Regions from separate parts of the Mus musculus genome. Here all the other regions are linked to region 1. A link is a contact called in public HiCAR-type, HiChIP or PLAC-seq and promoter capture Hi-C data. All regions are on one chromosome and are shown on one strand. Each heading gives the region's core, a stretch centred on a gene start, on an enhancer-like site or on the middle of the called end of the contact. The rest is flanking DNA. Distances are from core to core; before and after follow the strand shown. Region 1 holds the start of Cst3 (cystatin C). Region 2 holds the start of Snph (syntaphilin). Region 3 holds the start of Sdcbp2 (syndecan binding protein (syntenin) 2). Region 4 holds the start of Fkbp1a (FK506 binding protein 1a). Region 5 overlaps Gm52533 (a long non-coding RNA gene). Region 6 holds the start of Nsfl1c (NSFL1 (p97) cofactor (p47)). Region 7 holds the start of Nanp (N-acetylneuraminic acid phosphatase).

Region 1 (3,858 bases), core at 765-3,264:
GCAAGGGTCCAGTGGGCACCAACACGGACCAAAAAGGCACCAGGGAACTTTACAAGGTCAGCCACATGTGCTGAATTTGTGTGCACTCATTGAAATTATTTTATACACATAAAATAAGTCATATGTTAACAATACCTCACTCCTGGTAAGTCAGTGGAAACTATGTAACCTTCCAATCAGAGGGAAATCACAGACCCACAGTGAGGCTCCCTTAGGGGAGCAGCTCGAATAGACCTTGTGCTTGAATGTTCATCCTCAGCTGCCTGCCCTCTCACTAGCTTGTCCCATAGCCCTCAAGCCCCAGCCTTCCTCTAGCATCCACACAGCTGCCAGAGTTAGAGTCCTGGCCCTACCCCTTCCCTGCTTATGTAAACTTACCCCTTGCCAGTGTTCCTTGTTTCTAAACAGAAAAGCCCTGTTGGACCTCATCACCTAAGCAGGGGTCATTCCCTCTGACTGGTGCTATCTCCCTGGTCTAGGTGGAACTCCTCGACTGTTTGAATCCCAAAGGGATCTTTCAACTAATATCTACTGGCACCCATCTCTTGCTCCCCCTATCTCACTTTCTACAGAGCATTATAATCATCTGATCTTAATTATTGATCACCTCCCATACTACCACTAGCACAAACCTTAAACTTTAAAGCTTAAACCTTATGCAGTACTATAGCCACCAGCATCAGCAGTTAGCAGATGTGGAAAGGGGGGTCAGACTGAGTGAACATTGGTCCTAAATGTTACAAATATACACAGACTCTAAAGGATTACTATACACATTAAGGAATATAATCTGTTTCCTTAAGAGTTATTATTATATATTGAAATTACATTTGATAGGTTAAATAAAACGTATTAAAGACTTCAATATTTGGGTTTTGTTATCACTGATTTGTCTGTTTGTTTTTTAACAAGAGGGTCTCACTGTGTAGCCCTGTCTTCTCCTCCTCCTCCTCCTCCTCCTCCTCCTCCTCCTCCTCCTCCTCCTCCTCCTCCACCTCCTCCTCCACCTCCTCCCCCTCCCCCTCTCCCTCTCCCTCTCCCTCTCCCTCTCCCTCTCCCTCTCTCCCTCCCTCTCCCTCTCCCCCTCCCTCTCCCTCTCCCCCTCCCCCTCCTCCTCCTTCTTCTTTTTCTTCTAAGATTTCACTGTGTAGCCCTTGCTGGCCTGGAACCAGAGATGTAGACCAAGCTGGTCTTGAACACAGATCTACCTACTTCTGCCTTCCATGTACTGGAATTAAATACATGCGCCATCATACCCAGCCTCATACCGTAGTTTTTAACCTGTCTACTAGGAAGCATAAAAGACACATGGGTTCATCTTAGATGGATATACTGGGCAGCCTGTTACAATATCCATTCGGGGCTTGGCCTCCTGTGGTATCTCCAGGCCCTAGAGTGGCCTGGTCTAGGAAGAAGCCTAGGATGGTTTCTTTAAGGATAATGAGTAGTTACACAGAATGCTGCACACTTCCCCACTCCCCCAAGATCAATTTATTTTCCTTTGACAAGTATCTTAGGACAGGGCCTTCAGGAAAATGAAATAATAGCCCTGCTCCGAGCATTCCCACATAGTGACCCTGCTCTCCATCAAGTGATCGAGGCTGAACTTTGAAGATGCAGGAAATTAAAGACTCGTTGCCCTTTTCCTTTCTGGAGAAACAGGGTTCAGATGTCACTGGCATTTTAGGGTCCAGAGAGCAATGACCAACTTCTCTGGTGAAACCACACTTCATGAAACAGGGAACTTGGAGTAAAAGGGGAAGCTGTGGAAAAGGGCACAGAAGAGGAACTGGTAAGAACAGAAAGCTAAGAGTGAAGAAGGAAGGGAGAGGCGGGGCAGGGATGGGGGAGGGGAGGCTCAGCAGGGAATGGGAATCTGGCAGCTCTTTAAGAGGTATCTGACCTACAAGGCAAGAACAGACTAGCAGCTGACTGAAGCAGAGGGAGGGCGGGGCCGTTCGGAAGAGGAGGCGGGGCCCGCTAGGGGGCAGACGGAAAAGGGAGGGTGGCCGCCGGAAAAGGAGGAGCCAGGAGAGGCGGGCGGGTCCCTAACGCTCGCATTTGGGTAAAAGTCGCACGGAGTAGCAGCGTCTGTTCTGCACCAACTCAGAGTCTTGTTGGAGCTTTATCCCTTTGTCCTAGCCAACCATGGCCAGCCCGCTGCGCTCCTTGCTGTTCCTGCTGGCCGTCCTGGCCGTGGCCTGGGCGGCGACCCCAAAACAAGGCCCGCGAATGTTGGGAGCCCCGGAGGAGGCAGATGCCAATGAGGAAGGCGTGCGGCGAGCGTTGGACTTCGCTGTGAGCGAGTACAACAAGGGCAGCAACGATGCGTACCACAGCCGCGCCATACAGGTGGTGAGAGCTCGTAAGCAGGTACGTGTCCCTGCTGTCCCCTGCTCTCCCGACGTCTCCAGGCCGCTCCCACCCAGGCACCCCTAGCTAGGGCGCGGTTTGCATCTGCAGTTGTTAATCAACACCTTTGCTTCTTATGGGAGCGGTCCTCTCTCTTCCTTTCTTCTCTGGTCTACTCATTGTGTTAACATTCATCTTTTGTTTATTCTGGAACTCAGAAGAGCCCAGCGGGTGGGCCTCCTAGCTCTGTTTCCAAAAGGCCACCCAGAGAAGGTACTAAGGATGTAGGTCAAACGCTCCCTGGGCGGAGCTCACCTCCCTTAGCCGCCTGGGGTCAATGTCAACTGCTAATGATCTGGCTTCACTTAATCGCGCTACTTGAAACTCATTCTGACAGACGGCAGATTTCACCCCATCCTTCCAGTAAACACTTGGCCATGTTCCAATCTCCTTGCTCTACTCAGGAGCACGTGTACGTGGGTGTGTGTTTATAGTCACTTATTTTTGTGTATACTTTCAGAGTCAACACTTCCGGAAAACAAGGGCATTCTCTACATACCCAAGATTCCATTTGGAAAATTGGGAACCCACGAACACTCAGGTCCTTCACTCAAAGTCTCAGTTTGCTGGTCTCCACTATGGACTCTGCTAGCAAGGGCCATTTCTATCCAGTCTGGCAGCCTGTCTTTTTCTCTGAGCACTGCCTGTGCTGCCTTGCTGTTTTGGTAGCACTGTAGAATGGTCCAGACAGCTGTGGTGATCAGTCCTGTACCACACAGTCAGGCTCCCTTCAGCCATGACTCGGTTTGTGATGGGTGAACCTCAAAGCTAAACAACCCCTTGATGCTGCAGCCGTATTAGCTTGTACACAGTGTGGCCAGGGCACATTTCTCAGAAGGAGCCTCTATCCTTAAGGGACACATAACTGTGTAGATTGGTGTCTGAGTTTCTTGGCTGTCATGTTGGTGCAGGTCACCAGGCAGGTCCCCTTGTGTCTTCTCAGAAGGTGCTGTCTAGTTGTTCTAAGAAGCCTTGCTTCCCTCTTCTTGTGGCCCTGGAATATCCTCGGGATATCCCTCAGGGGTTTTGCTAATTACCCCCCAAGATAGCTCTAATCACCCTCCACCCACTGAGTAGATGGACAGACTACCTTAGACTTAGACTCTGACAGAGGAGCTAGCTGCAGGAGCTGCTAAAGCCCCAAAGTTGACCCAAAGGAAGCCCAGGTTTTAGACGACAAAGAGTTGTATGCCAGTGTGTAGAGCTCATTTCTACCTTCTCTTGAAAATACAAACGAGTTAAATCCTGCTCCATTTTTTTCTCCTGCTGCTGGGATCAACCTTGAGAAAACTCCACTTCCCAGCTGCCTTGGACCTTGAGGGCCAGTGCACCTCTTAATTGTGGCAACAGATGGAGCAAAGTATAAGGAGTTGTAGGTTCTTTGGTCTGCAGGTCTCCTTTAACTAGTAGGAAAATCAGGACATTCTCCCAAATCCAGAGCTGTTT
Region 2 (3,858 bases), core at 457-2,956, 2.8 Mb before region 1:
GATGTAGATTATCACAGGTAGTAACTAACTGTCTTTTTTCAGTTACAGATAATTAAAACAGCAAAACTCAGACATAAATGCATGAGGGAGGGCATTGCTGGGGAGGTGGCTCAGCCACTCCAGTGCCTTCCAGTGAGCATGGGAATCTAAACAGCCAGGTAAAGAAGCCAGGCAGGGCCACACTAGTGTAGTGAATCAGGGAGTGAGCTCCAGCCAGGCTCATTGAGAGACCTTGTCTCAAAAACGAAAGTGGTGAGTGGTTTTAAAAAGGACCTCTGGTGTACATACATATACCCACCCATCCACACAACCTCTGGTGTGCACACACACCCACACACATACAAGCTCCGGGGTACACACCTACACCCACACAAACACACGTTTATGTGTACATACAGCAAGAACAAGCGACTGAAGGAAGAGGAGGTCGGTGCGCTCTGTAGGTTGACTGGAAAAGGTCTATTACTTTTCTCAGGACCTTGACCAAATCTCTGACAGAAGGAAACTTTAAAAGGGAAGGACTATTTTGGCTGTAGTTTGAGGGAAATATAGTTTATCATGTCAGAGGAGACATGGCAGAAAGCTTATGGTCGCGTTGTGTCCTCAGTCAGGAAGCAAAGCGATGAATGTTCCTACGCAATGAGTTTTCTCTTTTCACCCTATCCAGTCCGGGCCCTAGCTCACGTCCAAAGTGGGCCTTTCTTCTTTCCTTAGGGAAATCTCTTTGCAAACACCCTCACAGACATATTCAAACATATGTTTCCGAGTCGACTGTAAATTCAGTCAAGTTGACAATGGCAGATGACCTCCCTGAGATAGCAGTGTCTGAGCAGAGACTTTGAGGAGTCCAAGGAGCAAACTGGACGTCTCGGTTGTTCCAAACCCATGAACTAGCAAATAAAAGCTGGGGGTAGAGGCCCAGCAAGGAAGAATTTAAGAGCAAAAGAGCAAAATGAGTGGCGGGCAAAGTCATGTGAGAGGACACCAGCGAGTTGAGCTAGAATAAGAGCAAGACAGCAAGGTGAAAACTTCCCAGAAGGTAGTGAGCAAAGGCCCAGCTGACCAGAAAGGGCTGCTTCAAGAAGGGAGCCCCTTCCTACTGCACCCAGTGGGGCAGGCAAGAAACCAGGCCAGCAAGTTAACTTATGGCGGCCAGAAATGGGAGCGCTAGAAATCCAGCTTCCTGGACTTTGTGGTCCCTTGAGCCCTTTGATGTCAGGTAAAAGGCAGGAGACAAACCCACAATAAGGATTAATTCGCTTTTTATTGCCCAACTTTCCAGCTTACTGTTTTAATACTGCAAAGGATAACATTTCTTAAATACCTTCGGGATTTTAAGATTTTTTTTTTTTTTTTAAGGCAAGAGCTGTTCGCATTAAATAACTCCTGACATTCACAAATTGGTTTAGGGGGTCAAAAATGTTTCTAAAGGCGTCCAGATAATACTACTACTTAATGTGTGCCAAGGGGTGAGATACTGAGGCCCAGAAGCTGAAGGGATAGATACCCTTTGAAGTCCTTCCCATCCCCCACCTCTGAGCAACAGCTAGTTGGAGGTAATAAAGGACCCCATGCATGCTTGTTGATGTCTTGGCTCCAGGGCTCTCAGAGCGAAACCAACTATCTCTTTAAGAAGGAAAGTGAAGACGGGAGGCTTACGCAGCTGCCGGCGAGCTGCCGACTGGCTCATCCCCCTCCATCCACCTCTCCTTCCCCGCCCTCCACCTCTCCCTCCCCGCAGCCCCAGCCCCAGCAAGCACCCGCTAGCCACCTTCAGCTGGGGCTCGGGAGAGCAATCCGGCTGCCCTCCTGGGGGCAGCCCAAACCATGGAAGCCTTCGCAGGTGATGACAAGGACCCCGGGGACCTCCGGGCCCACCGCCCAGCCTCACCCGCCGCACCCAGGAGTGCAACTGCGGGGGTGCGGGGCGCCGGCCAAGCACAGGAGCTGCCCTAGCCCGCGGCGGGCAGCGTGTCCTCCGAGCTTGCGGGCTGCGGCCACCGGCGCTCACCCGCCTCTGTCTCTCTCTTCCCCACCGCCGCAGGTTGCTGATCACCGCCAGGCGGCTGCTGCAGCGACTGCAGAGGCGCTGCGCCAAGCGGCGCGGGAGTCGTGCGAGCCGGCCGGACTGCGGAGGGCGAGTGGACCCAGGTGAGGAGGCCACGGCGGAGCGGGAGGGGGCCTCCGTGGCTCCGCGGCCGCCAGGGTCAGTTTGAGACCGCTTGCGGTGGCGCGATCCCGCAGAGGTACCAGGCGAGGAGGGGATTAACGTGACTCATCCCTAGCCTCCCTCCATTCCCCCACATCCTCGTAAGCACCCCTCTCCCTAGCGTGAAATTTACTAATTAATTAGAGGATGCTGTTTTCAGTAGGGAAGACGCCCAAGGTCTTTGACATCTAGTAGATGGGTTTTAGGGAACTAACCCCTCGCCCTTCTTGTTTGTTTTTCTCTTCTGGCATTCTGCAAACATGTGAGCTTCTCTTTGGAACCGCACAGCACACCCACCACAAGGTCAAGTGCCTGTGACTGCCTTCCTATCTTGCCCACTGATAAACATCAGAGCCTTACAGTAGATCTGGCAGAATTTCCCATGATCCCTAGAGTGAGAAATTTGCCTCAGTCTCCCTGGAGCTTCCAGGGTATCTGTTGTTTTCTCTTTCCACTCCCTAGCAGGGAGCCAGACGGCTTGCAACACCTGCCAGCCTCTAAACTCCCCACATTCCCTTGCTTCAACGCTGCAGGGGTGGCGAGGCTGGTCACATGCTGCTTGTTGCCTTGGCCTTCTCTGCCCACCTGGGGGTACTTGGGTGGGCTGGAGGAGTTTCCCAGAAAATGCTGGTCTCTGCAAGTCAAGGGGTGTAAGGAAGTGAGATAGGCTGAGGTTCTGGGCCTTAACTTGCTGGTTGGCTCCAAGTAGCCATCTTACTATTTTCTGGGGTGTGGGTGTCTGTTTGCTTGTCTGTTCAGTGCAGAGGCTGGGCTAGATGATCCGTACAATTTTAATATATCACTTGAGTGTGGCTTCAATAACTCTGGAGACTTGTCCATTAAAACCATTTAAGGTTCGGACCTTGAAATAATTGAGGTCCCCTTGGCCATTCTCTTTTGACTCTGGACTTCCTGAGTGGAATGTTGACCTTCTGGGTCTCACAACACTGGAAGCATCAGAGGATTCTATGGTAATATCCCTGCCCTGACAAGTTACTTACCTTCCCTCATTTGTGAACCTGGGAGATGGTACCGGCCTCAGAGTTCTAAGGGTGAGATGAGATTCATATGAAAGCTCTTGAGATAACGGCTTGACACACACAGTAGGTTTTCAAGGATTCAGAATTTGAAGGCAAATTAGGAGAGAGAGGAGTTCATGTTTGCCCCACCAGACTCTTCCAGAGCAACCAGAAGATGAGAACATTTCCGTCGCAAGAGCTAAGACAGTTCTAGCAAATGACAGTTGCCTGCAGTCATGTATAATCCAGCCATGAGCTTGGAAGACCCTGTCATCCATAGGTGGCATCCCATGGGAACAGAAGCACATGAGTCTTGAGTGCTGGCAGAGAGCAGGAGCCAGGATCACAGATCTCAATCTTTGCCTTCCCTGCACAATCTCTTCTGAGACCGAAGCAAGAGAGTCAAGTTCTGGGGCCCACATTTCCTATTCTCTGTTTCCTTCCTTCTTGTCATTTTCAGCCGACTGACCAGCCATCCTGTCTAGCTCTAGTTTATTCCAGCAACATAAAGGAGGCTCCCAACAGCGTGGGGTGGAGTTTTTGCCGCAGCACCAGTTAGGTCAAAAGAGTGGGATGCCCCCTCCCATCCCTTCTGTCCTAAATCCCTGCTGGACTGTGAGCTCCCTCTGG
Region 3 (3,858 bases), core at 780-3,279, 2.7 Mb before region 1:
GGCTCCTTTAATCCTACTAAACTCCTTGGTTTACCACAGTGAGCATGGACTAGTTTATTTTAGTTCAGCAGTTCTCAACCTGTGGGTTACAACCCCTTTGGGGTTGAATAATCCTTTCACAGGGGTTGCCTAAGACCATCAGAACATCATGATTCACAACAGTAACACATTTACGGTTATGAAGTAGTAACAAAAAAAAAAAAATTTACGGTTGGGGTGGTCACCAGAACATGAGGAAAACTGTATTAAATGTCACAGCATTAGGAAGGTTGAGAGCCACTGTTTTAGTTGGTGTGCCATTGGTTCTTTGAGGTGAATAGGTGTTTGTACACATCTCCCCAGAAATGTCATCTGACACCTTGATAAACATTTTCCCACTTACCACCTGTAGAAAGCCTCTTAAAGAAAAACTAGGTGTAGGGAGGGAAACTCCAGCCCTAGTGAGATACACAGAAAGTAGTGTGACAGCGCAAGAGCTTGCTCAGTTCCTGCAGGTAGCTGACTCTCGGAAGGGACTTGCTCCCAAGGACTTCCCTCCCCTCACTATCGTTCGATCTCCATCCCAGAGCTTTCTATACATCTTCGTATTGTAAGCAATAACAACACAGTATATCAGCAGTCAGGCCCTGGGGAATCAGCAGGGCTGGAAAGGGGCCCATTAGCCCCCATCTTTGAACTTACAGAATAAGAACACTTTGTTCCAAACTGCTGGAACTCTGGGACTCCCACTTGTTCCTGTGGACAACTCATCTATCCTTCAGAAAACAGAAGCGTGGGTTAATGTGATGGAGTAATAGCTTCTGTAAGGCCAAATTAGCCCAGGGATCTGGTGAATCGGCAAGGAGGAGGCTGTTGCTAAGCCACAAGCATGTACCTCCTCCTTCCAGGGCTATACTGTGCCAGAGGGAACGGGACTCAGGAAATTCTGTTCTCCCAGTGAAGGTCCAGGGGAGGCAGAACAGAAGCCAGGCTTTAGAGAGGCTCAACCTACTGCTTGCCTCTGACTATGAGAGCAAAGAATGGACTAGGCTCCATGTCCGATATAGTTATTTTGTAACCATGTCCGATATAGTTATTTTGTAACTATAGTAAAATAACAGTTACTTTAAGCAGAGTTATCTAGGCATGAGAAGACTATTTAAATGGGTTACACATGGAGAACATTTAGCACAGTGCCTAGCACAAATAGGCAACTCCATAACTGTCTGCTCATCCCACCTAGGGCCACCTCCTAAGTCCAGGCACTGTTTTGGATGCCCACAGTAAGAAGTGAACACAATCATCACTCTTTGATGTAGGGACTTTGTAGTGAAGAGCTGGATTAAAAAGCCCCAAGACTTTGTGGGCTGTGTCAGGTGGTGGGAAGAACTGGGGAGGAGAATGAAGTGGGGTGGAGAGCAGAGGGTGGCAGTAGGATTAGGGAAGCCTTGCTGTGGAGGGGAGAGACATTTGTGTAAAAGCTTAAAGAATTGGGTGGGCAAGAACATTCCGGGGGGTCAGGCCCACTGCACAGACCCTGGGGTGAGCATGCCCCCAGTGTTCAGAGGACCCTGAGGGAGGAAACCAGAGAAGATGGGAGGGGCTCAGACCCTGGAGGGCTCATGGGGCTTGGTGAGAATTTTGACCCTTCTTGAGTGAGAGGGAGCCACAAGGAAAGTCTGAGCATCAGAGAGCCATAGCCTTCAGGGCCTTCTGGCCAATGGATGTAGGGTAGATTAGAGGTAAGTGTAGAAGATAGAACAGTGCAGAAAATCATACGTCCTCCAAACCCTGCCAGGGAGCAGAAAAAGGAAAGCTTTGTTCCCATTTCCTTCTAAGAGTGAAGCAAATTAAAAGGAATTTACCTACCTAGGAAGTCCTAGAAGACAGGACAAGGGAGGGAAAGAAATTGGTTGTGAGCAGGTCTTGTTTAGCTCCTCTATCCCAGCCGATACGGACTGTTCTTACCTGCTGGCTCCGCACGCTGTCCTCTTCTCCAGCCACTGCAGCCTCCTGGCATGTGCTGGTCGCCTGTGTCCCAGTTGGGTTCCTGCTCTGGGAAGGGTGGTGCCCGCCCCTTGTTCAGCTGACTCACCGTGGACTAGGATGGGCCCAGGTAAGCCTGTGTGGCTCGGTAAACAGAGCAGTCACCCACGAGTGGGTGGGGCTAAAGCGTACAGCTGATATGCGTAGATGCTGTAGAGATGGGTGCGAACTAGGGCTACTTGGCCCTATGAGGAAGTCAGCACGACTGTGGCGGCCTCACCCTGCCAATAGGCAGTTAACTGGAGAACAGTGAGAGAGATGTCCTGGGCCTTAAAAGATGGCCGCAGGTTGTAACCTAGTGTATTTCTTAGAAATCAATTGCAGTGCAGTCTCTGGATCCATCATGGTGTTTCTTTTAGTAAAACCAATCTAGAAATCCCAGATGCCTGACACTGGTTAAAGGAGTCACCAATCTATAGACGATGACACAATTATTAAATCATTTCAGGAAGGTGCCAAGGGGAAATATAACAATACTGAGACAGCGAATAATCACCATTGAGGTCATACCCTCTGGTTTTGTTTTCAGAAAAGTGTGTACTGCAGGAAGTCTAGAGAGCCCCACCCCCTTTCCGGCTCTCTTTCATTCTTTCTGAGATGCTAGGGACCGAGCCTTACACTCCTAAGCAAATGCTGCCTGACATCTCCAGGCCCTGGTGAGCTTTTCACTTTGTAGTTGTGTAGATTCCAATAATGGTAGCAAAGTGTGTGTGTGTGGGCACACACAGACACACACACACTGCCTTTGCCTGTGTGTATATGTAGAAGTCAGAGATTGACAGTCTTCCTCTATTCTCCTCCACCTTAGTTTTAAGACAGGGTCTCTCACTGAACCTAGTGCTCACCATTTAAGCTAGCCTGGCTGTTCAGCAAGCCCCTGGGATCCGCCTCAGCACCTGTAGTGCAAATGTACCTGCTGTTCACGACTTTCATGTGGGTGTGGAGAGGTCCTCATATATGCATAGCAAGCACATTACCCATCAAACCATCCCTCCAGCCTTACTTATGATTTTCCTAAGAAAGCAGTAAGTATTTTGGATTTTTTTTTTAAAAAATCTAATTGGAGCCGGGGGTGGTGGTGCATGCCTTTAATCCCAGCACTTGGGAGGCAGAGGCAGGTGGACTTCTGAGTTCGAGGCCAGCCTGGTCTACAGAGTGAGTTCCAGGACTGCCAGGGCTATACAGGAAAACCCTGTCTTGGAAGAAAAAAAAACAAAAAAAACAACCCCCCCCCCCAAAAAAAAATCTAATTGGAAATCTCCTAGGAAAATTAAGGAACTGTGTTGATAGGACAGAGTTTACTTTCTTTTTCTTTTCCTTTGTCCCTCTTTTTTTTTTCTTTTTTAAGACAGGCTCTCTGTATGTAGCCTTGGCTGTCTTAGACCAGGCTGGCTTTGAAGGCTTAGAGATCTGCCTGCCTTTGCCTCCCAAGTGCTAGGTTTAAGGTGTGTACCACCAAATCCATCTCTATATCTCTATTATGTTTTTTTTTTTAATTTTGTTTTTGTTTTTTTTGTTTTTTCGAGACAGGGTTTCTCTGTATAGTCCTGGCTGTCCTGGAACTCACTTTGTAGACCAGGCTGGCCTCGAACTCAGAAATCCGCCTGCCTCTGCCTCCCAAGTGCTGGGATTAAAGGCGTGCGCCACCACACCTGGCGGCTCTATTATGTTTTTTAAACCTTGAAGCTTTTGAATGTACATTTAACCCACTACTCATATGAAAGTCAAGTTAAAAAAAAAGAGGAAGAGAAATTCCTGATGGGTATAGTTGGATGATGGTGTCTAGAGAGGGACTCAGGAGTCATGTGCTAGGAAATCCCCTAAGGAATGACA
Region 4 (3,858 bases), core at 997-3,496, 2.7 Mb before region 1:
AGTCATCTGGTTTGGGAGGGGGGGTGATTTTTTTATTTTTTATTTTTTTAAGGAAAAGGCTCCAGACACTTTATAGGAACAGTTCACCACGAAGCATAGTAAACTGTTTCTGCCTACACGCCGGTACCTGGCTTTCAGCAGCAGTGAAGCATAGGCAGGCAAGGATGATGGGCAGCCTGGGACGTACACAGATATAACCAGGCACTGTGGTAGGGCTGCCACAAACCAAGCTAAAGAGGGCTGTAGGAAGGCAGGGAACTGCCCACGTGCCCACATTCTCAACCTGTGGGTTGCAACTCCATCGGGGGTCCAAAGACCCTTTCACAAGGGTTGCCTAAGACCACTGAAAACAGATATTTACACTATGATCCATAACAATAGCAAAATTAGTTAGTTATGAACCAGCAACGAAAATAATCTCACAGTGGGGGGGGGGTCACAAATGAGGAACTCTATTAAAACTGCCTTAAACACATGTTTGTTTTTTAAAAAGCAACAGCATCCTTTTTCAACTTGCTTTCAGAGGTGACTAAACGGATGACTGTTCCTCTATTAGCCCTCCCAAACTAAGGTGCTGATTGGTCTTACCACAACAGCTACTGCGATTTGGTCCATGAGAAGAGTCTGTTCTTGCCAAGATGTATTTCAATATTCCTTCCATTGGCAGCTTTTTAAAGGTCCTAGTCCTTAACTTCTGCCATCTCCTGCCCGCTTCTCTACTCAAGAAGTCATAGAAGTAAGGGGGCACAGAGAGGAGGATGTGAGCGGGCTGTCTTGTCTTCCCTTCCCTGTAAGTCATTTCCCTCAAGATCGGGATCCTCCCCTGATTAGGGAGAGAAAGGCAACTTGAGCCAGAACAGCTTGGCCAGATCAGGCAGGAAAAAAAAAAAAAGGTGGGGGTGGTGACAGTGGAGGGGAGCAGGGAGAAGCAGACGAAACAGAGGAAGGATGGGGAGGGGGACAAAGGAAAGGGTGGGAAAGGGAAGGAGGGGGAGGGAAGCCGATTCATATCAGCTGTGGCTACACCACTCTGCCTAGCTATGAAGGCACAGTCAGCTCCCCCTCCCCCTCCCCAACCCAGGAAGACCTTGTAAGGGCATGGAGTAAAAAATGGTCCCAGGGCCAGCAGTCTTGATGCTTCAATTCTGGCTGAGTATGCGCGTCTTTAAAATCTCCTTTGACTTAGTTACTGTGCACTGCATTCACGACCCCCCAGTTTCCTTTATCTTTAAAAATGGGGGTGAGAAAGTCTCTACTCCCAGAAAGGGGAAAGGAAAATGTTATGGTATACATCCTTTGGTCTGGAAATCACTGCCATGGAGGCTGAGATTTGCAAGTGGGTCAAAGAGAAATAGACATTGCATTATCTATTTCTGAGAGGGCACGTGAAGCCACAATAATGACTTCGCAAGTGGGTCGTTTCCCACCCGCCCCAGAAAGGTGAATTCAAGGGTTTCCCTGGGAAAGGGTGGCTGGGCAGACTAGGAATTTTCTCCCCTTCTATCTACTGAAGGAAGAATCCCGACGCACGAAGAAGGCATCAAGCCATCGGGGTTCAGAAACGGTTCAAATCTTCCCGAAGGGTCCCTGGCCGGGAGCGTGTGACCTCCGCCAGGCGATGAGTTCGCCCCAGCCTCAGTTTCTACGGTTGGACAGTAGGCTCCCTGCGGCATCCGGGGCCGCACACCGTTCAGGGCGGACGAGACTGCGCCAACCCCATGTCCCGTTCGGCGCGGCGGGCCCAGCCTGTCCCTCGGGGCATGGCCACCGCCCAGGCCTCGGCCGCCGGCCACGCGGCCACCACGCCCCGACTCCCCAGCCGCCGCCCCTCCCGCCCGGCCCCACCCGGCCGGTCCGACTCACCCGTGTAGTGCACCACGCAGGTCTGGCCGCGCTTTGGGAAGGTGCGCCCTGAGGAGAGACAAGACTGCAGGTGAGTGGCTGCGAGCGGCGGCCGGGAAACGGGCGGCGGGTGTCTACTCACCGTCTCCAGGAGAGATGGTCTCCACCTGCACTCCCATGGCGGCGGCGGCGGCGGCGGCGTTGGCGGAGGAGGAGGAAAAGGACGCGGGTGGCGGCGCGACGGGCGGCGTGGAGCCGGAGCGGACCTGGCGGCGGTTCAGAGGTTCGGCTTCGTCCCTCTCGTGGCTCCTGCGCACGCGCACCGCACCGCACGGCACGCCCCGCCCTATTTGCGCGAGGCGCTCACATCCCTGAAGCGGGGCAGCTAGGCGGAGGGACCGGAAGTCCGGAGGCCACAGACCCCCGGATGCAGCTGCGGCGGAAGGCGCGTCCTGTTGGCTACTCCCGGTTTTCCTCTGCGTTTCTCCGCCTCGGAGACGCCGCAGTAATAACGGGCCCACCAGCTACTGACGAGCTCACTCAGAGATGCTTTACTTGCGCACACCTAACTAATTGCCCTGTAAGGACGATAGCTGTGAGTAGGCCTTGTACCTGTGGAACCAAGGAAACGTCTGTAAGTGGCCCTAGGTTCCGAGCTCCTTCTTGGAAGAGTCAGTATTAACACTAGCCTGCGTGAAAGCCCACTCTTCCACGAATACGTATATATTAAATATATGGAAATAGAGAGGGGAGTGGTGGCGCACGACTTTAATCCCAGCCCTGGTGTAGTCTACAGAGCGAGTTCCAGAGCAGCAAGGGAAGATAACCCCTGTCTCAAACAAACAAAAAGAAAAAAGTCATATATGTATGTATGGGGCTCTTGTGAGTTTTGCTTGAATACCTTCAGTACTTTAAAGAATAAAAACTTAATGGGCTGGAAAGATGGCTCGGGTGTTAAAAGCACTGGCTGCTCTTCCTGAGTTCAATTCCCACACCCACACGGCAGTTCACAACTATCTGTTACCTCCAGTTCCAGGGAATCATATACTCGGTGTACAGATGGATACATAGACAGAACACTCATTCACATAAAATAAAACTGCCAGGGTTGCTGGTGCAGACCTGTAACCCCAGTGCTGAGGATAGGAACACAGTCAGTCTAGCCTATTCAGTGAGCTCCAGGCCAGTGAGAAACCTTGTATTAAAAGAGGTAGACAGAGACCATAGAGACCACGTTCCCAAAGACCACGTGTCCAGCTGAACCAATCTGCCTCCATCTTAGGCTGAATTCAGAAATTCAGAAGCTGGATCCTGCCCTCTGGCCCTCTGGGACTGAGGAATTGTACCTTAGGGGTGCACACCTTGGAGAAAGCACACACCTCCAGTTTGTTGGACAGCAGGATCAAAAACCAACCCACCAACACCTTAAAAACATATGTATTTATTTTATGGAGGCATCCTCTGGTAAGTCATAGAAACTTTTAATGTTTTTTTTTTTGGTGACATCTGGTTTCTGGTTCTGTCAGATCCCAATCTAGGGACTATAAACTGCTCCAGAGGCGATCTACACCACAACAGCTCCACAAACAAAACCAAAAAGTCCTGGACTTGCTGAAAGTTGATATAAATCAGTCTAGTCGATGTGATACTTCCTGTCTCTTCATCTGGGTCAGCAAACCAGCTTCGGATGAATACCTCACTACCCTAGCCCACCCTGGCCTTTGGGTAATACCCCAGCCTTACTGGGCTCTAACAGTGGCATCCTAATTTTTGCAGGAAGTAGGTTTAGAGGAGAATACATCTCTTGTTCTCAACAAAGGGTCGGAATATTAGGTCTAATGGAACTAACTCCCTGGCAAAGGAGACAAAATAAGTACTTAAAGAACTTATTGGCATACCAAGATTATGTGGCCTTAAAATATTGGTTTTATCTATGCTAACCAAACAGGTATAATTTATGATTTCATCATTTGATATGCTCCAAATTTTGTTTTCACCCAGATAAAGAATGCTAAG
Region 5 (3,858 bases), core at 891-3,390, 2.6 Mb before region 1:
GCCAAGTCTGACAAGACAGACCACTTCCATACCTCCCACAATGTGTGGGGCAGATCCAAATGGCACAGAAAAGGCTGCTAACCCAACTGCCAATGGAATCAATGACCACAGAAGGGAGGAGCTTGTGGCCTAAGCTAACCAGGTTTTGTTTTTCTGGTTAGGAAATCCCAACCTTCTTTGTGGAATTTAATAAAGGCTGAAGTTCTGTAATACAGTATTCAGATGTTCAGGACAGAATCCAAAATCACTCAGCTTTTTATCTCTGAGACACATACCACAAACCTTTAGGGGCTATCTTCTACTAACCAGTACTTCCGGAACATGAAGAGATAAGATAATCTCAACATGCAGAGGTTAAGAAAATAGACTGAAAAAAAACAAAAAAAGAGTAGAGAGGCGCTCACTCCCACTCAGTCTCGGGTGACTTAAGGGTGTTGAGGCTCTATGACAAAATGTATTCCAAGCAGTAAGGGTATATATTTTTATAGAGATAAAAATTCCTGTGGTATAAAATGAGCCATTTAAACCTAGCATAGCCCAGTGCATATAGCCTAGTATACAGGGCTATATAAACACCACACCTCTGCAGCCCCAGCAGCCATTAGGTTCTACTTCCTATTCCACCTCCTGTCAGACCCTGGCAACATTGAACGTCTGTTTCTGTAGATTGACCCATTCTGGTCATTTTATATTGGTAAAATCATACATTATGTGTGTGTGTGTATGTGTGTGTGTGTGTGTGACTTTTTAAAAACTAGTCTCTCACTTAACAAAATGTTTTTGTAGTTACCTGGAGTTAGGAAATAGTCTCAAAATCATATGAAGTGAGGCTGGGGATAGTCAACTTCTTGCCACCCAAGCCTTGAAGACCTGAGGTCCACTCCCCTAGAGAGTATAAAGATAAAAATTTAAAAATTGCTCCTATTCTTAAGTTGTAGATTAAAAAAAACAACAACAACAACCAAGCACAGGTACTAGACGTTGTTGCATGCTTTCTGTGTCTATTGAGAGGATATCATGCCATTTCCCCTGAGGAAACATTAGCATGGTATGTTAGTTACACTGGCAGACCTTGTGTTCAATCACCCTTTCTGTGAGAAAGTCACAGTGCTAATCCTTTTGATAAGTTGCTAGACTTGCTTTCCAGACTTTTTTGTTTGTTTTATTTTTTTGAGACAGGGTTTCTCTGTATAGCTCTGGCTGTCCTGGAACTCAATTTGTAGACCAGGCTGGCCTTGAACTCAGAAATCCACCTGCCTTTGCCTCCGGAGTGCTGGGATTAAAGGCGTGCGCCACCACGCCCCGTACTTTCCAGATATTTTGTGGAGAAATTTTGGAATCTATGTTTGTGAGGGATATTGGCCTGTTTCTGGGCACTTACCTATTGTCTGGTTTGGACATCACTATATTAGTCTCATACAAAGTGCTAGGAATTATTATTATTAATTCTTTTCTCTATTTGAAAATTATTTTTGCTGAGTTGTAGAGTTTTGTTTTTGTTTTTGTTTTTTTTTTACATCTTTTGGCTACTGTGTCCTTGAATCAGACTTGATTTGCAAATGTTTTCTCATATTCTATAACTTCAATTTTCTTTTTAAGTTTTTAAAAAATCATTATGTGTATGGGTGATTTGCCTTCATGAATGTCTGTGCACCACCTGTATAACTAGTGTCTATGGGGGCCAGGAGAGGGTATCAGATCTCCTGGAGTTAGAGTTACAGTTGTGAGCTGCTATGTGGATGCTGGGAATTGAGCCCAGATCCTTGGGAAGCGCAGCCAGTTTTCTCAGCCACTAAGCCAGTTGCTAAGTAGCCAGTAGCCCTTGGTTTTCTTTTTAAAGTCCTTCACACAAACATTTTAAATCTTATGTTTGCTTTGTATATTCCTTCTGTTGCTCATGCCTTTGGTGTCATAGGCAGTCTATTTCCCGCCCCCTCAAGTTCATACATTTTTCTGTGTTCTCCAACTTCTAAGTATAATATAGTTTTGGTCACATGGCTGTATATATAATACCTCACTTTTGTCCCCATTGTCAACCTGTGACGTTGGTATCTCCACTTTGCAGAAGAGAAGGCCAAAGGGCTGTGTGACTTGCCTAGATTCTTGAAGCTAAGGGGCAATGCTGAGATTATTGGCAGTCTGCCCCGAGTCCATTCCCATAGCTTCTTAAGAGCTAAGTGAGCAGAGCCCAGGAGCAAATGTCTCTCAGCTGGGAGTGATGACTGTTTTCTTTCAATCCTTTAGCTGTCTTACAGATTATATTTTATACGTGATGTGATGAGAAAATCTACTTTAATGTAGAGTTGTAGCAGCTGGATTTCCTAAAATTATATGATAGTTGATCATGAGTCTCTTTAAAGATAAATGTTTTAGAAAAACGTATTTAAAAGATGGCTCAGTGGGTAAAGATATCTACCACCAAGCCTAACTTGGTAAGTTCAGACGCTGTACCCAGAGACTGCAAGAGAACAGACTTCCCAAGTTGTACTTTGACCTTCACAAACAAGTCATGGCATGCATGTACCTGTGTGCATGTGTGTTCATGCACATGTGCACACAAGAAGTAATGTAATTCTAAAATTGAAATGTGAAAACGTACATTCTTATATGAGCCATTCTGTATGTCCGGACGGATAGCTAAACAAGAATGAGAACTGCAGTTTGGATCTTTGGCATCCATGTATATGCTGGTGGGCATGGCAGCCTGGCTGTAATCCTAGCACCTGGGAGGCAGATATAGGAGACTCCCAGAGGAAGTGTCCTACCTAGAAACTAGCCTAATCAGTGATCTGTGTTGAAGTGAGAGATCCCACATCAATATAGAAGGTAGGAAGCAACTAAGCTAGATACTTGATGTCAACCTTTACACACAACAGTCATTCACAAAAGAAGGTAAAACTGAAGGAAAGAAACAAGATAGATCCAGGAAGCAACATTTTAAAAGGAATACTATTTGCTCATATAGCTGATGAGTTATTTTTAGTTGTCAACTTTGACACAATCTAGAATTATCTGCGAAGACAGCAGTTTGGGTGACGGTCTAGACCAGTTGGCCTAGTTGCATGTCCGTGAGTAATTGTGAGAGGACCTACCCACTGTGGGTGACACCATTCCAGTGGCAGGCGCTCCTGAACTGTGTGAGAGTGGAGTAAGTGAGTTGTGTGCAAGCATGCACACACTCATTTGCTCTGTTCTGCTTCTTGACTATGGATGTGGTGTGAATAGTGTCTCTGGCTCATGCGGTTGTGCCTTCCTCACAAGGATGGACTGTAACCTGGAAATGTGAGCTAAAAGAAACCCTTTCTCCCTTAAGCTGCCTCTGTCAGAGTACATTTTTAGATTTTAAAATTTACTTTATGTGCATGAGTGCTCCTTCTACTTGTATATGTACCACATGCTTGCCTGGTAACTATGGAAACCAAAAGAGAACACTGGATCCACTGGAACTGAGTGCTGGGAATTAAACCTAGATCCCTGCAAGAGCACCCCGAGACCTTAACTACTGAGCCATCTCTCTAGTCCTTTGTTAGAGTATTTTTGTTACAGCAACAGAAAATCAAACTAAGACACCTGAGATGTTAACAGGTAAATATGTATTTGACCAATTCACCAAAGACTGGCCTCACCATAGAAAGTAAAAGGTGTGGCTATCTTTCTCAAGCTAGGAAGAATTATAATTTGCATAGATACTATAATCAGTCATAATTAGTCATAAAAATATACACCAATATCCTGGAGACGCTAAGTTGGAAATATGATGTTCTTCATTACTATATGCATAAATACTTAGGAAGACAAATGTTCTGAGTGGCTAATGAGTAAGCTTCGAAATGAAATGTACTATGGCCAAATTTATTG
Region 6 (3,858 bases), core at 962-3,461, 2.6 Mb before region 1:
ATCCACCCACCAAGGGAAACAAAGATACTAAATAAAATTAATATGAAAAACATAAAGGAAGACCACCAACTATTATTTATCCATGTGTCAGGTCGTCTGTACACTATATATTAATTCATTTAATCTACTCAGAATTTCGTAATTAGTATCATTATTGTCTCACTTTATAGCTGGCACAAATGGACTGCAAAATGAAGACAGCTTCTGGAGGTAAGAAGTGGGGTCAGGTTCAACCCCAGGCAGCATGCTCAGGCCCTCAAGCTTATGTTCTAAGAGGAAGAAGAGTATAGGGACAGATGCTACATTTCCTTTCTTTGTGAAGCCCGGTTCCTGTTTGAAATGGGGATGCTGTTCCACCAAACCTATAAAACTGAAGGAGATAATCACTAAAGTTAACGCAGTCACCTTAGCTTTACACATGTGAAAGCCCTTCATATGAGTCCTTTGGTCATTTGTGACTGTCGCCAACTCAATGAGAAGGCATTGATTTATCACACATTCTCCACACAAAGAGAGAAGACAGAACAATGAAGTCCCACGGAGATGGAGGAGGCACCTCCTGTCTAAAAGGTAACCAACTGTCTAGGAGGAAATGAGCTGTCATGGGACAATCAGTCTGAAGGTATTCTTCATGTAGTATAACCAGCTTCTGGGAAGTCATGTGCCATCGTAGGAGTTGTACTAAACTGACATTTAGAGAACCTGCATTCAAGTCCTGGCACTGCTAGTCAAGTTACCACACAGGTAAGAGCCTCAGTTCGGATGATCTACTGGGATAGAAGCTTTTCTCTTATGTATTTCCACTCAGCACAGAGGCTTCACAGCGCCTTTAAGAGCATCTTTCTGTTTGTTATGTTTTTGAAAGAGGGACTATTTACTCCTGGAACTATGTAGATCAGGCTGGTCTCGAACTCAGAGATCTTCTGCCTCCAGAGTGCTGAAAGAGTTAAAGGAATAAAGATCCCTAATGTTTGGGAAGCTAAATATTACAGTCAGTAGACATGGTTACATCAGAAAGCTCACACAGTGAGCACATTCGGTGTCCCTTTGAGGGTCCAATTCCTTATCCATAAGATAGGGTTAGTCTTTACCTGTTTAATTAGTAGTTAGCTCTTCAGCAAGTTATTTATCCTCCAAGTCTCAGCTGCAATGTGAGACATGTAAATGAGACATTCTGTAATGCTGAACAGTGCCTGGCTTGTTGTAGGTACTCAAGAAATATTAGTCATCGTCATCTACCTAAGATGTAGGCTGGCCAAGGACATTTATGCAATCAATTCTTTCTAACATTAATTACTGTGTTTCTGAGCAATAAGAGATGGGTGTTGCTCTAGGGATCAGAAGTGTGCAACATTTTATGCCTGGTGGAGCTTTGCCTTCTAAATTAATTCCTTAGTGACTATTTACTACATGCCAGTGAACAAGACAGTAAGTCCTAAGAAATTCCCATTTTACAGTTAACTACGAAATGTGCAGAGACCCCAAACGTGCGCCACAATCCCACAGGTAGTTTCTCCCTGCAATTAGGCAAGAGTGGGGCGTGGGCTGATGCCTTGCAGGGTTTCCCCCACCAGCACAGCATCCTTGCAGAAGCGGAATCGGAAGGCCACCGCGACCTCGGTGGGGCTCCATCTGGAAGCAGGGCACTCGATTCCACCCGGCCACCCGCAGGCACTCGCCGTGGCAGCCACGCCCCCAGGCGACGACTCCACGCGGACTGCGGCAGCGCCCAAAGTCTCGCCAACACTGCGAGCCCGCAGGAAAACAGAGGCCCTGCAAAGCAGGGCCCGCCCGCCTCCATGAACTTCCAAGCCAGGCCGGTGACGCGTGGCAAGCGACCCCAGGCACCATGAGGCCTGGGCCAGGCAGGGCCCAGCCCCGCAGGGATGACTGTGCGCTTCGGCCGCGTAGGGATCGCAGAGCCGACGCCGCACTCCGTATTCCCCAGCCCGTCCGAAGCGGCCCGCCTCGCGGCGCTACCTGCAGGTCCCAGCCAGCCGACTCCAGGAAGAAACGGGCCCTGTCCTCCTCAGTGCCAGTCACCGCCACGAACTCCCTCAACGCGTCCTGCCGCTCCTCCGCCATCTTCGCCCCGTGCACTTCCCAAACCGCTCCGGCGGACACTGCAACAGCCCGAACCCCAGGTCTGCGTTCCGCCCGCCGTTCTACCGCGTCCAGCCGCTGGGCGCCTGCTCGTAGGCTCCGCCCAATGCGGTGCCACAGGAAAAGCCCTCCGTGTGGGAAACCTAGCCGCCTCGCGCCCTCTGGTGGCCCCTATGTGAGCCTCACCTTAATGGCTGAAGTAGAAGGTCGATGGAAGTGAGTAGGGAGGGGCTGGTTTTCCCACAGGATGAAGTAGTCCCGAAATCAGATCCTGGAAATTACTCATGGTCTCATCCCTTTATTTCGTTAATTATTTATTTGCACATTAATTTCCTTCTTGAAGCATTACGCTGTCTATGGCTTGATGCTCTTCCAAGGGCTGTGGAAATAACAGAGATAAAACAAAGTATCCTGTCTTCTTGTTGCTTATGTCCTTTGACCCTAACAGTTCTAACCGATGCTCACATCCCCATGGTTTCCTATCTTAAACTAGTATAAGTCTCAGCCTGCCACTTTCCACAGCATCTAGCAAATCACCATTGCATTGCCACTGGCAGGCTGGCCCAGGACAAGGAGACTCAGAGCAGAGGTAAGATGGACATGTGTCACCTACAGAGAAAGTTTAGAGCTCTCTCTCCAACAGTGCTGCCCCTCAAGTGAAAGTGGGGACAAGTGAAGCTGGGAGCCTCCTAAGTCCATCTATTTATCCCTCATTTTCAAGGTTAAACTGTTACCATCCTACAATCTGCTAAGTTGGTGACCAGCAATTATTCTACCAGAACTTATTGAGTGTTCAGTGAGGTTCCTGTCAGCTGATTATATGCTTTGTTTTTCTCCTCTTCTTCCTATGCCTGACTCAGAGCCACATTCACTGTGCATGAAGCCACTACTAATGAATGTGTGAATGAATGAATAAGTGAATGGATGAAATAACACATGGATCAGACAATGAGGATCTCACAGGGAGTGGTCTATGCAAGAGCCCCTTTCAGTCTTTTTGTTCCACAGAGTCATACTATGAGAATGAAGAGCAGGAAGTAGCTCTGCCAGGGGCATCTCCAACTTCTAAGCCAGCCTCGGGCATGGCTGCAAACGCGACAGCACTGGATTGGTGTGAATACCGTCCTTTGGTATAACTGCAGATCAGTCCCACTGTAACCAACTGAAAAGGCCCACAGAGGCCATTTGGAACCTAACACATTGCAGAGAAGCAGTAAGGAGAACCCTATCTGCTTTTGATGCTGGTCCGATTCATAGTCAGCCCTCTGCCCAGCCTGACAGCTATCAAGAAGACTATAGGAATAATTGTGGGTGCAGGGCATTAGGGTTCCCTTAGCCTGCTGAAGGTGCTGTGTTCACATTATTATCTATTTCATCATAAAATAAACCTCTGCTAGGTAGAGGTTAGTATTCCCATTTTACAGGTAAAGACAGAAACCAGAGGTTCAGTAGGACCACACCTAATGAAAAGTACAACCTGGGCCTTGCCGTCCCAGCTTCTCAGGTGCCTGAGACTGAAAGAGTGACCTTGCAGAGCATATTTAAAGTCAGTCTGGGAAACAAAACTAAACCTGGTGAGAAAGTGAATCCATGCTAAAAGGCAGAGGATGCAGCCCAGTGCCAGAGGCCTTGCCTGTCATGGGAGAGGCTATAGTTTCAATCCCAGTTTTAAACAAATGTCCTAGCCTGGAAGTTTGGAGAAAGACTGACCAAGCCTCTATCTTCGCTGTCTCTCTACATATACACAGCATCACC
Region 7 (3,858 bases), core at 948-3,447, 2.2 Mb before region 1:
ACTGACATATCTATATGCACATATATATGTACATCTCAGTGCCTTAAAATTCCATAGGAAAACATCAGGGTTCTAGTCATGTAAGTTCAGAAGGAATCCAGGCTGTGAAGACCAATCTTGAAATACCAACCAATGCATGGTATCCCAAAGACAGACAAACCTCTGTTAGGATTGATTACATAGACTGCAATAGCTTGTCTAGGGTTAGATTTTTCACTGACTGAAACAAGATTCTATACGCACATTAGAAGAAGGCGAAGACCTGACCCATGTCTCTAAGATCCATGTGTCCATCAGAAGCTTATTGTATATCTATTATGATATTTGACACAACTACAAAAAGCAATTACAAATATTGCATTCATAATTTTGGCTGACTGCTAGCCTAAGTGCACACAACTGTTTCACCACCACTGCATCGGTGAGGGTAGTCTATTAAAGGAGGAACACTTTTGGGAAAGTCATCAACTCTGACTCTGCTCCATAAAATACAAAAACTATAGGTAGTCTGCCATTCATCTCTTTCTACTGAGCATCAGAAACCCATCTGTGACTTGTGTACCTCAGGTTATGGGAGCTTTTTTTTTTTTTTTTTTTTTTTCTGTACAGAGCTAAGCATCTTAGTCTTTAGTCAAGTTATACAACTCTGTCACTGTCAGGCAAAAGCAGAAGTATACTACATAGACTCAAGGATGCTGCATTCCAATTATTAAACACCCAAAAGGAGTTAAGTTTATCTCAAAACACAGGAAGTTTTACAGCCAAGCAAAGGTGGGCCAACAAGTTCCTTATGAACACAATACAGCTCAAAGTTAAATTTGTAGCCAATGAAAAGACAAGAACAATATGACTGGCTGAAGTCAGCCTTTACCTTACATAGTTTTGGCGGTTTGGGCCTGACTGGCTGGAGGCCCAGCCATTTTTTCACAATTTGTATATATTACCCAGGTAGGGTACAGTTCACTATGAACAGAAGCCACTTGGAGCCAGTATCATTCAAGTATAGACAAAGATCTTAGTTGAAGTTAATTCAAGCCAGATGTGGTGGTACTTGGGAGAACTAGCACTTGGGAGACAGAGGGAGGCAAATCACTCTGAATTTGAGGCCAGCATGGTCTACACAGCTAGCTCCAGGCCAATCAGTTACTCAATGTGACACTGTCTCAAAACAAACAAACAAACAACAAAAACTGAAACTATAGACAATTAAATTTAATCAATTCTCACATGTTATGAAATACTTTCTCATTTTCTCTGAATAACTTACAATGTAAGAACCAATCCTAATTCGAAAGCTCAGAACCAGGTCTGTGGCATTGGCTGACCCAATAAGTTCCAGGTTAGTGAAAGTGACTCCAAATTTCATCAATAAAAAAGGATTAGAGGTTGATTTCAACCAACAGAAGGCAAACCTTGTTACTTATCTTGTGGGGTTCTTAACAGACAGTCTCGGTTCCTTGCTAGAAATTACAGAAAACCATGCAATTAATAGGCACACAAGACTTGGGCTGCAGAGTTTCAGAAAAATGAGTAAAGATGGAGGGAAAGGAGCTGGAGAAATGGTTCACTGGTTAAGAACTCATACTGCTCTTGTAGAGGACCCAAGTTCCCAGCACCCACAGTGGGCAGCTCACAGCCGCCGCAACTGCAGCTCCAGGACGACCTCGTCTGTCCTCTGCAGGCACTCACGTACACAGAAACACAAATACACATTTTTAAGAACAACCATTCGGCAGACACTGCAGAGACTCCCATTTCTCTTCAGTTCTTCTAAGCATCTTTCAAAGGATGTTCAGATGAAGGCTCTAGTTCCTACAAGGCTGTGGGCAAGAAGTGAAGCGCTAAAGTCACCGGGCAGCTAGGTTCCGAGGTTGGTGGGCACACTCTCCTGCCCCATCTCCTGATGGAGACTGTGCGGTCACCATAGAAAGACAGGCCAGCCAAGGGTCTGGAGAGTTTCTCCAGTACGGCTCGGATGTCCTTCTCAGCCCTAAGCAAGCCCACCAAGCCATTAACGGAGAGGACCATCCACCCACACACAGCAGTAAGCCTTGATAACACTCATCCACCTCTCGTGCACGCGCACCCTATAAAATTTAGTGTCCGAATCTCGCGCGATCTTGCCACGGAGACCCCGGAGCTTTGGAAGGGTCAGGTGACCTCCGAGACTCCGCCCAGGTGTTCCTGACCGCCTTGCGCATGCGCGGCGCGGCAGAAGCGGCTCGCGCGCTGCTTGGGTTGCCGAGGCTATGGGGCTGAGTCGGGTCCGCGCGGTCTTCTTTGACCTGGACAACACACTCATCGACACGGCCGGGGCGAGCAGGAGAGGCATGTTGGAGGTAACGTCCCCGCGCCGTCGCCCTCCCCTGCCGGGCCAGCACTCCGCTCCGCACCCTCAGTCCCCCCGCTGCGTGCCCGTGGAGCTTCTTTCCCGCGCGTGGGGCCGGGTGCTGGACTCTGAACTGCCACGACTGCAGAGTCGCCGCCACCTGCGGTCACCCGGGCTCGGACGGCGCGGGACGAGACCCCTCGCCCTCCTCTTGCTGCAGCCCCGCGCGAGATGGGCTGCGGTGGGTTTTGGGGAAGAGGCTCAGACAAGGCTTTGGCCCAGGAAGTTATATAACTCTGAGAGGCGGGCCTGGACTTAACCTACATCATAGCATTTTTTTTTTCCCTGCAGGCCTCCCTGTGGCCTTCCGGGCTTTCTGGTGCTGAGACCCTCGGCACATAAAATGCTGAGGGGGCAGTCTTTTAGTGAGGCATTGCTGATCTGCACCCTCCTAGCTATAGCTACAGATGCTGTCGGACATCTTCCTTTTCCAGTCCTGCTCTTAACCCACCCCTACTTTCCATCCCCTGCCTTCAGCTTCAAGGAGAAACCGAAGGAGTATCAGATGTGGAAAGCCCACTTACAAAAAAATGCCTGCCCTTTCAATACTAAGGGTCTTATGCGTCTTCAGGTAGTTTTTTGTTTATCTGGATCTTAAACCTTCCACATTTCTTGCTGCATTGCACCCACAGTTTGTTCGTGTCGGTCTTTAAAATTTTTTAACCCTACATCTCTCTTGGACTGTGCTTTTCTGCACAGCTATGTTTTAAGGAAAATTGCCACCCGTTGTCTCCATCAGGGCTCTCTTCTCTGTATTTCCAAATCCACTCACTGGGACGTAGCTTCTGTCTCTGCCACAAGAATACAATAGGCTTGCCAAGTGGTTAGGTGGCTCCCAAAGTGCCAACGTCACTAGGTATTTTGAATTGGGGTGTGCATGTGCGTGTGCGTGTGCGTGTGTGTGTGTTATTTTCTTGGTTCTGAGGTTTGAGCCTACCTCCTCGCCATCCGAGACAGGTTCTCCCCTGAGCTACTTCTCCCCACACTTGGAATCAGTCTTAACTGAAGATTTCCACGCTGTCGATTGCCCCGTGCATTGTGACACCCTCACACGTTACATACTTCCGTGTGTTCTGCCTCCATTATCTCAGACTGCAGACAGGGCACACTCAACAGGTGCTCTTATCCAGCTGAGGCCCGTGTTTTGAGACTCAGGTTTTGTGTTAGGCTGGTTCTTGTTAAGTAGGTCTATTAAACCTCACATTTGAATCACAATTCTCCCAGTACTCGGTGCCTCAGCAGACCCCCTGTCTATGCCTAGCCTCAGATCCTCGTAAATTTGAGCATTAGTCTGCATAACACTGTCAGGTAGCTTTCATGCCATACATGGGAAGATTGTACCATCCAGCGCTCATTCAGTGAACTGCGTCCCCATCCACTCTTGTCTCCCAGTCTCGCTTATTCTCCCCTTAATGACAAAAAGGCTCATCCAATGTAAATTTTTGCTGTAGTCTTATCTCCAGGCTGAC

Evidence for each region. Promoter capture Hi-C pulls out the DNA fragments that hold promoters and counts their contacts. HiCAR-type assays count read pairs that join an accessible place to other places. HiChIP or PLAC-seq counts read pairs in DNA pulled down with a chosen protein or histone mark.
Region 2: a contact with region 1 is called in a promoter capture Hi-C map of second pharyngeal arch cranial neural crest. The contact joins the promoter of Snph here to the promoter of Cst3 in region 1. A contact is called at or near these places in 4 of 39 promoter capture datasets (cranial neural crest, hippocampal neurons, maxillary cranial neural crest and 1 more) and 1 of 115 datasets of contacts at active chromatin or transcription factors (astrocytes).
Region 3: an H3K27ac HiChIP or PLAC-seq map of bone marrow-derived dendritic cells shows a contact between it and region 1, with 13 times the contacts expected there. The contact joins the promoter of Sdcbp2 here to the promoter of Cst3 in region 1. A contact is called at or near these places in 1 of 39 promoter capture datasets (cranial neural crest) and 2 of 115 datasets of contacts at active chromatin or transcription factors (astrocytes and bone marrow-derived dendritic cells).
Region 4: a HiCAR-type map of astrocytes shows a contact between it and region 1, with 8 times the contacts expected there. The contact joins the promoter of Fkbp1a here to the promoter of Cst3 in region 1. A contact is called at or near these places in 4 of 39 promoter capture datasets (cranial neural crest, frontonasal cranial neural crest, hippocampal neurons and 1 more), 2 of 115 datasets of contacts at active chromatin or transcription factors (astrocytes and bone marrow-derived dendritic cells) and 2 of 9 other capture datasets (adipose tissue and liver).
Region 5: a HiCAR-type map of astrocytes shows a contact between it and region 1, with 6 times the contacts expected there. The contact joins the enhancer-like site here to the promoter of Cst3 in region 1. A contact is called at or near these places in 3 of 39 promoter capture datasets (cranial neural crest, hippocampal neurons and pre-B cells) and 3 of 115 datasets of contacts at active chromatin or transcription factors (astrocytes, bone marrow-derived dendritic cells and large pre-B cells).
Region 6: a promoter capture Hi-C map of second pharyngeal arch cranial neural crest shows a contact between it and region 1. The contact joins the promoter of Nsfl1c here to the promoter of Cst3 in region 1. A contact is called at or near these places in 8 of 39 promoter capture datasets (cranial neural crest, embryonic stem cells, frontonasal cranial neural crest and 5 more), 2 of 115 datasets of contacts at active chromatin or transcription factors (astrocytes and large pre-B cells) and 1 of 9 other capture datasets (liver).
Region 7: a promoter capture Hi-C map of pre-B cells shows a contact between it and region 1, with 5 times the contacts expected there. The contact joins the promoter of Nanp here to the promoter of Cst3 in region 1. A contact is called at or near these places in 7 of 39 promoter capture datasets (the C10 cell line, cranial neural crest, frontonasal cranial neural crest and 4 more), 1 of 484 Hi-C or Micro-C datasets (CD4 T cells), 2 of 115 datasets of contacts at active chromatin or transcription factors (bone marrow-derived dendritic cells and pro-B cells) and 2 of 9 other capture datasets (adipose tissue and liver).

Annotation. Positions count from the first base shown.
Region 1 is chr2:148,873,668-148,877,525 of GRCm38.p6, reverse strand. It overlaps Cst3 (cystatin C), which reads left to right and starts at 2,014. Exons shown (of 3, transcript NM_009976.4): 1 at 2,014-2,373. The coding sequence starts at 2,149.
Region 2 is chr2:151,630,441-151,634,298 of GRCm38.p6, reverse strand. Snph (syntaphilin) reads left to right here and starts at 1,706. Exons shown (of 6, transcript NM_198214.3): 1 at 1,706-1,843; 2 at 2,045-2,151.
Region 3 is chr2:151,570,794-151,574,651 of GRCm38.p6, reverse strand. Sdcbp2 (syndecan binding protein (syntenin) 2) reads right to left here and starts at 2,029. Exons shown (of 9, transcript NM_145535.2): 1 at 1,948-2,029. Gm39959 (a long non-coding RNA gene) reads left to right here and starts at 2,627. Exons shown (of 3, transcript XR_866853.2): 1 at 2,627-2,681.
Region 4 is chr2:151,540,871-151,544,728 of GRCm38.p6, reverse strand. Fkbp1a (FK506 binding protein 1a) reads right to left here and starts at 2,246. Exons shown (of 5, transcript NM_008019.3): 1 at 1,985-2,246; 2 at 1,864-1,911. The coding sequence starts at 2,021. It overlaps Gm14167 (predicted gene 14167), which reads left to right and starts at 2,258. Exons shown (of 3, transcript NR_166213.1): 1 at 2,258-2,476; 2 at 3,125-3,306; 3 at 3,844-3,858.
Region 5 is chr2:151,520,988-151,524,845 of GRCm38.p6, reverse strand. It overlaps Gm52533 (a long non-coding RNA gene), which reads right to left. Exons shown (of 2, transcript XR_003953956.1): 2 at 1-885. Among named protein-coding and RNA genes, the nearest start is that of Gm52533, 4.4 kb to the right of the region's middle. Within about 2 kb of position 2,140, at least 2 of the 459 cell types and tissues checked have an H3K27ac peak or open chromatin away from gene starts, as enhancers often do. A contact at or near this core is called in astrocytes, where this site is marked.
Region 6 is chr2:151,492,535-151,496,392 of GRCm38.p6, reverse strand. It overlaps Nsfl1c (NSFL1 (p97) cofactor (p47)), which reads right to left and starts at 2,211. Exons shown (of 10, transcript NM_198326.3): 1 at 1,981-2,211. The coding sequence starts at 2,085.
Region 7 is chr2:151,037,718-151,041,575 of GRCm38.p6, reverse strand. Nanp (N-acetylneuraminic acid phosphatase) reads left to right here and starts at 2,197. Exons shown (of 2, transcript NM_026086.2): 1 at 2,197-2,339. The coding sequence starts at 2,250.